Regions from separate parts of the Astyanax mexicanus genome. Here region 2 is linked to region 1. A link is a contact called in public Hi-C data. All regions are on one chromosome and are shown on one strand. The core of a region is the stretch at or near the end of the contact, and the rest is flanking DNA. Distances in the headings are between cores, read along the strand shown. Region 1 has its middle 28 kb from the start of tal1. Region 2 overlaps si:dkey-121a11.3.

What was found. A called contact is a pair of places that touch in the nucleus more often than the background predicts.
Region 2: a Hi-C map of blood shows a contact between it and region 1, with 8 times the contacts expected there. The contact joins two enhancer-like sites. A contact is called at or near these places in 3 of 3 Hi-C or Micro-C datasets (blood and muscle).

The regions. Positions count from the first base shown.
Region 1 is chr16:15,786,239-15,790,040 of AstMex3_surface, reverse strand. No RefSeq gene overlaps it. Among protein-coding and RNA genes, the nearest start is that of tal1, 28 kb to the right of the region's middle. Within about 2 kb of position 1,775, the one cell type or tissue checked has an H3K27ac peak away from gene starts, as active enhancers do.
Region 2 is chr16:15,852,500-15,856,498 of AstMex3_surface, reverse strand. It overlaps si:dkey-121a11.3, which reads left to right. Exons shown (of 11, transcript XM_022669626.2): 9 at 2,457-2,581. Among protein-coding and RNA genes, the nearest start is that of si:dkey-121a11.3, 28 kb to the left of the region's middle. Within about 2 kb of position 2,633, the one cell type or tissue checked has an H3K27ac peak away from gene starts, as active enhancers do.

The sequences.
Region 1 (3,802 bases), core at 526-3,025:
TCAGCTTTAGTCTGGCAAGTGAAACACTTTACCCATTTATATCCATGTGAGTGTGTGTGGGAGTGTGTTTGTGTGAGTGTCTGTAAGTGTGTGGGGGAGTGTGTTTGTGTGACTGTGTGGAAGTGTTTGTGTGTGTGTGTGTGTGTGTGTGTGTGTGTACAGAAACATTCCCTCCAGTAGGCTAACTACACGCTTGTCAAAACAGCACCTCCTCAGATCCGTCTCTGCTCAGACAGTGCCGTCTGAGACACAGACCAATCAGACACCGCCCACGGCACCATCATACACCACGGGGTCAGGGGTCAACACCTGAGGTGCGAGAGCAAGAGCGCCCACATATGCATACACGCTCACACCAGATCTAGACAATAACATGCTGTGGTTATTCTGCTACATTTTATATATAAATATATATACACATATATATATTACTTCATTTCAGTAATCCAAAATGTGAAACTCATGCATTATATAGATGTATTACACTCAGAGTGATCTATTTTTAAACGTTTATTTCTGTTGATGATTGATGATTATGGTTTACAGCCAGTGAAAACCCAAAAGTCAGTGTCTCAAAAGATTAGAATATTATATAAAACCAATTAGTACTTTTGGCAGTGTGGGCAGTGTGCCAAATCCTGCTGGAAAATGAAATCCACATCTTCGTAAAAGTTGTCAGCAGAGGGAAGCATAAAGTGCTGTAAGATTTTCTGGGAAAACACTGCACTGACTTTAGACTTGATAAAACACAGTGGATCAACACCAGCAGATGACATGTCTCTCCAAACCATCACTGATTGGGGAAACTTCACACTAGACCTCAAGCAGCTTGAACTATGTCTCTCCACCCCTCCTCCAGACTCTGCTCCTTGATTTCCAAATAAAATTTAAAATTTACTGATGATCAGTGATGGTTTGGAGAGACATGTCATCTGCTGGTGATGATCCACTGTGTTTTATCAAGTCTTCATGCTTCCCTCTGCTGAAAACTGTTATGGAGATGCAGATATCATTTTCCAGCAGGATTTGGCACACTGCCCACACTGCCAAAAGTTCTAGTTGGTCTTATTTAATATTTAAATTTCTGAGACAATGGCACACATTTTCTGTCTGGCACTGGCCTGATGTTGGAGCAGGCTTTAGCACAGCATCTGTGTCTTCAAGGTAAGCTGTTGAGGTGGCCTCAGTATGTGGACGAGCATTTTCCTGTTGTAATATACATCTGTGTTATCTGGAGTCCAGATTACAGAAATACCATTGCATTTATAAGATCCTAAATACAGTAAAAAAAATAACAAGAATGCTTCTCTAGATTTCTAATTCCATCAGCAGCTCACCTGATTTAACACAATAAGGCACTGATTGCCAAAACAGGTTTATATAATGATAACTATAAAACTACCAAAATAGCAAATCTAATATTAACACTTTTTTAAAGATTAAAATACATTAGAAATACATTTTTACAAGTCTACAAAATCTAGATCTATATGATTCTTCTAGCACACTACTACTTTATCAGTTCTGCACAGGCCAGTGTGATGTTTATAAAACTGTAATATTGTGCAGGCCTCCACACACACACACACACACACACACACACACACACTCCCAGGCACACAGGAACCAAAACATAATTTTCCTCTCGCCTGCAGCTAAAACATAATCTGGAGCTGTCTGGGTGTTAGCATGCTAATATGGGAGATGAACCGTGAATATAAAGCGATGTGACAGACATCGTCCTCCAACGCACATGGAGCCGGTCCAGCCCGGCTTTCCAAACAGAGCGCGTTCCTCATGGCTCTTTACCCACAAGACACGGAGGAGGAGGCTGTGAATAAACCACTGTGACCTGGCTGATGAATCAGACAGCAACACAGAGAGAACAAGTGGTGCAAACACACACACACACACACACACACATGGTTGTTATATACCTCATACATGTATTTCTAATAATAATATTGTCACAGTCCCCATAATGTAAGTGTAACCCTCTAATTAATGCATTCAGCTACTTTAAATTTAAGCACCCGTTGTTGACAGAGATTGACATTGCTTTTCTAGTACCTTTAAATTAGTAAGAACAGGCCAATGTCACTAATGCACTTGTCGTTAAGTACAATCAAATCCTCACAGCAGTTCACTCCAAATTGTTGGAGAAGTCCTTCCCTGGACAGTAGAGGCAGGTCCTACAACAAAATGTATTTTCTGAAGATAGAATGAAGATAATAAACAGGTGTCCCAATAATTTTGTCCATACTGTGCATCTAAAAGAAACAATATTATGTCTCATGTCATATGCATTACATGTTGGTATATGTAAACATATATGCTACATACACTATGTATGAACCTATATGTGCAGTATATTGTACATGTATATTATATATACAATGTATGAAATGTTAATGAAAGTGTTTATATCGTAGCTGTCCAATAAAAAAAAAAACTTTTCTGGAGAGAGAAAAAAACGTCTAAACTTTCAATGAAAGATTAAGGTCATTTAAAAGTATTTATATATAGTATATATTTCATCAAGACATTTTGGCATAGTGTAAGGGACAGTTTGTGTGTTCAAATTATGTAGTAAACATAAATCTACAATTTGACCCATATGTATTATGTACAAGTATTGTAAATGTCTATATAATCTATTAGTGCATCTCATATGTATTGAATATGCATACATTTCAAAATGCAATAGCAATATATCTGGAATATAATAAGAATTTCTGGAAACACTTTCTATGAATGTTATGCTTGTTGGACTTATGCTTTGAATAGGCATTCAGTGCATAACAGATTACAACCATGTTTATTATGCATTTTAATGCATTATAAATGGATTGATTATAAATTACAATTGATTGATTAAAGCATCATAAGCTGTGTTTATCATACTGTATGTAATACCCACATGTTCCCATCATTAATGATATCATATTCAATCATAATTTATCAATGGCTAAAAGTGAATAAAGCATGACTCAACGCAACGTGTGTTTATTAATATTATCAGTTTTGTTGGTCATAAAACCGTATTAAAAAAAGGTGGAACTGAGTTTCTTGGTATTGATAAATTGCATATTATAAGCCCAGCTTATCATGCTCTACATCATTATGATCATAAGTTATAATGAATATCATATTACAGATGGATATGCATTGTTGTGTTGTGTTATGCATTATTCTAAATGCTTATAATGCCTTTTGGATGCATTGTAATTTGTTATGAATGTGTGAGTCTTATAGATGAGACATTGCTAGAAAGTGTTACAGAATTTTAACTGTAAATCTAACCCTCATTTTTAAGCCTTAAAATCTTCAGATTTAGTCAATTAAATCACAAAGTAACTAAGTGTGGATCAGTTTGCTCTTCTGCTCTTCACAGTACAGATTTGCTAGATTTGCCCTTTTACGTCACTGGTTTTCCAACAAACTCAGGACATTTTTGCTTTAAAAATGTATAAAAACAAACACACACACACACACACACACACACACACACACACTGGTGAGGTAATGCTGAGCTGCAGCGCCCCCTCCACACCAAATATAGTGTGGGCTGGGTATTTATAGAGGCGCAGAGGAGCTACAGCCGCCCGCTGTGAGGAGGATGACTCACTCTTCTGACCTGGCGAGATGAGAGAGAGAGAGAGAGAGAGAGAGAGAGAAAGAGAGAGAGAGAGACTGAGTGAGAGAGAGAGAGAGAGAGAGGTGAGAGAGAGCACATCTGCAGCCTGCTGCACCCTCCTCCGCAGCTTTTCATCTCATCCCTCGCTCTCTCTCCCTCTCTCTC
Region 2 (3,999 bases), core at 1,384-3,883, 66 kb before region 1:
ACATCTCTGAGCAATAAATCAACAAGCACAGCAAGTAACTTACGCATTACTCCGCGACGCTCCTGACAACGGTAGCCGCAACGCTCCGACAGACCATAATATTATGTTGAAGCACAGCAAGTACGTATTACTCCGCGAGGCTCCTGACAACGGTAGCCGCAACGCTCCGACAGACCATAATATTATGTTGAAGCACAGCAAGTACGTATTACTCCGCGACGCTCCTGACAACGGTAGCCGCAACGCTCCGACAGACCATAATATTATGTTGAAGCACAGCAAGTACGTATTACTCCGCGAGGCTCCTGACAACGGTAGCCGCAACGCTCCGACAGACCATAATATTATGTTGAAGCACAGCAAGTACGTATTACTCCGCGACGCTCCTGACAACGGTAGCCGCAACGCTCCGACAGACCATAATATTATGTTGAAGCACAGCAAGTACGTATTACTCCGCGACGCTCCTGACAACGGTAGCCGCAACGCTCCGACAGACCATAATATTATGTTGAAGCACAGCAAGTACCGCATTACTCCGCGAGGCTTCTGACTATAATAGCGTGTTGTGCCGAATTCGGTGAATAAAACGGTTTTAAAACAGAGATAAAAGATTGGATAAGTTTCATTTCTGGATGAAGTGATTTCCAGCGCTGTTTGGATATAACTGTGGATTACAGGAGACTGGATTGATGGATTCTCTTTAGTCTGGACGCGTTTTGAAGGTAGGACCTGTGGCTGAGCGCGGGTGTGTGTTCGGGGGGTGGCGGCAGTGACCGGAGGTTACCCCAGGACAAAAGGAGAGAGCCTTTTATTACTGGAAACATGCGCTCTGACGCAGCTCTAATTCATGAAACATACATCCTACAGTAAAAGCACAGTTCTGGAATCCGGAGAGCCAGACGGTTCGAATGGTGTATGACATGACCGCATTCAATGAAATATGGACGAACGATAAACGCAAATATGAGAGTTATGAATTATTAAAATCATAACCAAGGCATATTTCGCCCTAAATGTTTATTTTCTGAAAGGATATTCCGCTAAATAGGCTAAATAGCTCAAAAGCAGAGATTCTAAGCTTTAAAATGGTATATTGGATGTCTATATTGAACCTGTAACTGTTCATAACTATTCAGAAACACAGCCAGTTATGAAATATTAAATATTTCTGGCCCGCCGGTGGGCCAGCGCGTGTTAAGAGGTTAACTTTACTTAGAAGTGGGCGCTAAAAAGAAACAGTTTGTGCTATTACCCCAGAACGGGTGGAAAGGAAAGTTTACCGGCACCTTGTTCTGGCCACGGAGCTACAGTGGAAACTAGCTACCCTGAGCCACAGCCGAGAGGCAGTACGGCAGTCAAAGGTAACCGCGCGCTAGCCCAAGAGGGGGATCTTTTTCTGGCGTGGGTGAGGAATTCTGCACAACAGAGCGCCGTGTACCACATAAAAATCGAGGTCAGTAAACACAAGCAAAATCCATACACAAGGCGCACTGCATTATAAGGCGCAATGACGATTTTTGGGAAAAAATAAGTATTTTAAGTGCGCCTTATAGCCCGAAAAATACGGTAAATTGGGGAAGAAAATGGGGAAAAAAATATGTATTTTTTTTTAAAAGATAGTTTTTATTATATTAATAGTAAATAATCATCCTTATACCATTATTCAAATATTAAAGCAACTGAGTGTGTTTATGTGAGAGGTAGGTTTTTAAATCTTATTTATGAACAAATGTGTCAAAAGTATTCAGATTCTTCACTCAGGTAGAATATAGATACTAGGGTTCAAATACTGTTTTCAAAACTACTTAAAGTAGTATAAAAATAAAAGTAATATAAAGGGAAAAAATGCCAATAAGGATAAAAGCTTAGTCTGCGCCACAGGGTCCTATAGTGCACTATCCGCCCTCCCCAAAACACATTTTTCTAAAAGCCATAATGACTATAATGTTATATTAAAATGTTAATTAAAGAGTTTATTAAAGAAGCATAATTTGACATTTCACTCGAGTTCTCTTGAGTCTCTGCTATGGATCATCTTCATACTAGGCTACATATGTCTGCCATGTTCTTGCTGGAGTGTGACATGACATATATAGGTGCAATGGATCACATACAAACCAATAAGGTGTCAGAATGGTATATGTTTATATCCTGGTAGAGTGATTTATATGGATAGGTTACATGCTGTAATGAAATATGAGTAACAAGACTGTTTTTAAAGTGTAAGGAGTAGAAGTACAAAGCTGCCCAGTAATGTTTAGATAACCAAAATTTGTACTTAATTAAGGTAATAAAAGTATTTGTACCTCAATACTCGACTCTCTGTTTATGAATGAAAATGATTTAGATTTAGAATGCTGTAACTATGCATTATGTGAGATGATCACTCCAAGATAAATGTGGTTGAGTGGTTGCTCACTATTTTTTTTTTTTTTTTCATTTCTGACCACCAGGGGTCTCCCCTGGTCAAGCTGAAGAAATCCTCATCAGTGCAGAATCTCCAGAGTCCCAGGAGAAAGGGGGACCGCTCCACTGCATACACACCGGGGGAGCAGCCATGCAGCTCTGCTCTGTCCAGGTATCACCTTTAATCCATACTTATACTCATAATCATACACACACACACGCACACTCACACATATAAACACAAACTCACAGACGTGTTATGCAACTCAACTAGCTTTGACATCCTGAAATGTCATCCTCTCAGCTTGAGCTTGTTTATAAAACATGACACATATCTGCTGCAGATATCTGAAGAGGGTCCAGCCGTATCACTGCGCTGCCTCTACTGACCAGCCAAACTATTAATAATGTCACGTTGCAATGTTATGAATGAAGGGCGAAGAATGGCATGTTAAGTGTGTGTGTGTGTGAGTTTATATGAATGTGTGTGTGAGAGAGTACAGTGCATGTATTCCTGCTAAGCACAGACAGCTGGTGTGTTGTGCAACGAGCTACATACTTTCCTTTGACGACTGGGTCAGCAGGCGTGTCTGCATCACACACACACACACACACATATTCAGTCACAGAGTGCGGGGGATGGGGGGGGGGGTAAAGTGAGAGAGATAAAAATAGATGTGTGTAGGCCTGCCAAAGAAAGAAATGGAATTCAGTATGCCGGTGTGGTGGCTTCGGCACTATGTGTGTGTGTACATCAAATGTGTGTCACTCTGCTGGAGTGTCTGATTTGATAACTGTCTGGGTGCATTGTAATATTGATAAATCACACAAATGAGCCCTTTAAATCAATAACAGTGTTTGAGTATGAATTTGCATTCTTACAAATAAAAGGTTATTGTACAGCATTCAGAGAAACCTACAAGCACACACACGCACACACACACAGCAAAAAGAAGCCAGCTCAGCAATTTCGGGCTGCTCAAAAGCATCTCAGGCATGAAGGTTGATGAAGGAAAAGCGCTATTCCTTTCAATTCGTGCCAGTCCAGGAGATCAAACCTGTGACCCTTCAATATCAAACCCGTCTCTTTAACATTAAGAGCACAGTTCCCCTGTGGTTGTTTGGCTTATAAAGGCCATGTCATTCATTAAAAATATTTATTTTAAATCAAAACATGTTAAAGAACAGGATTTAACACTTCGTCATGTTAATATTTTTAATAGCATTGCCACAGTCTGGTTTGTGTAATTTATACAGAAATAATTGAATTAAAAAATAAGAGGCAACTTCAAAATGATCAGTTTGTCAGATTTTACTATTGATAGGTATATGTTTGAGTATAATTAACATTGTTGTTTTATTCTACAAACTAAATTTCTTCCAAATTCCAAATGCAGTGGTTTCATACCTCAAATAATGCATAGAAAACAAGTTCATATTCATTTAGAAACAACAATTCTAATGTTTTTAACCCAGAAAGAGTTCAGAAATTAATATTTGGTGAAGTAACATGTAAGTTTGACATGCTCTGATTTAGCCATGCTCTACACCTGTCTTTCACACTACTTTTGGGTAAACTTGTGCCATCCT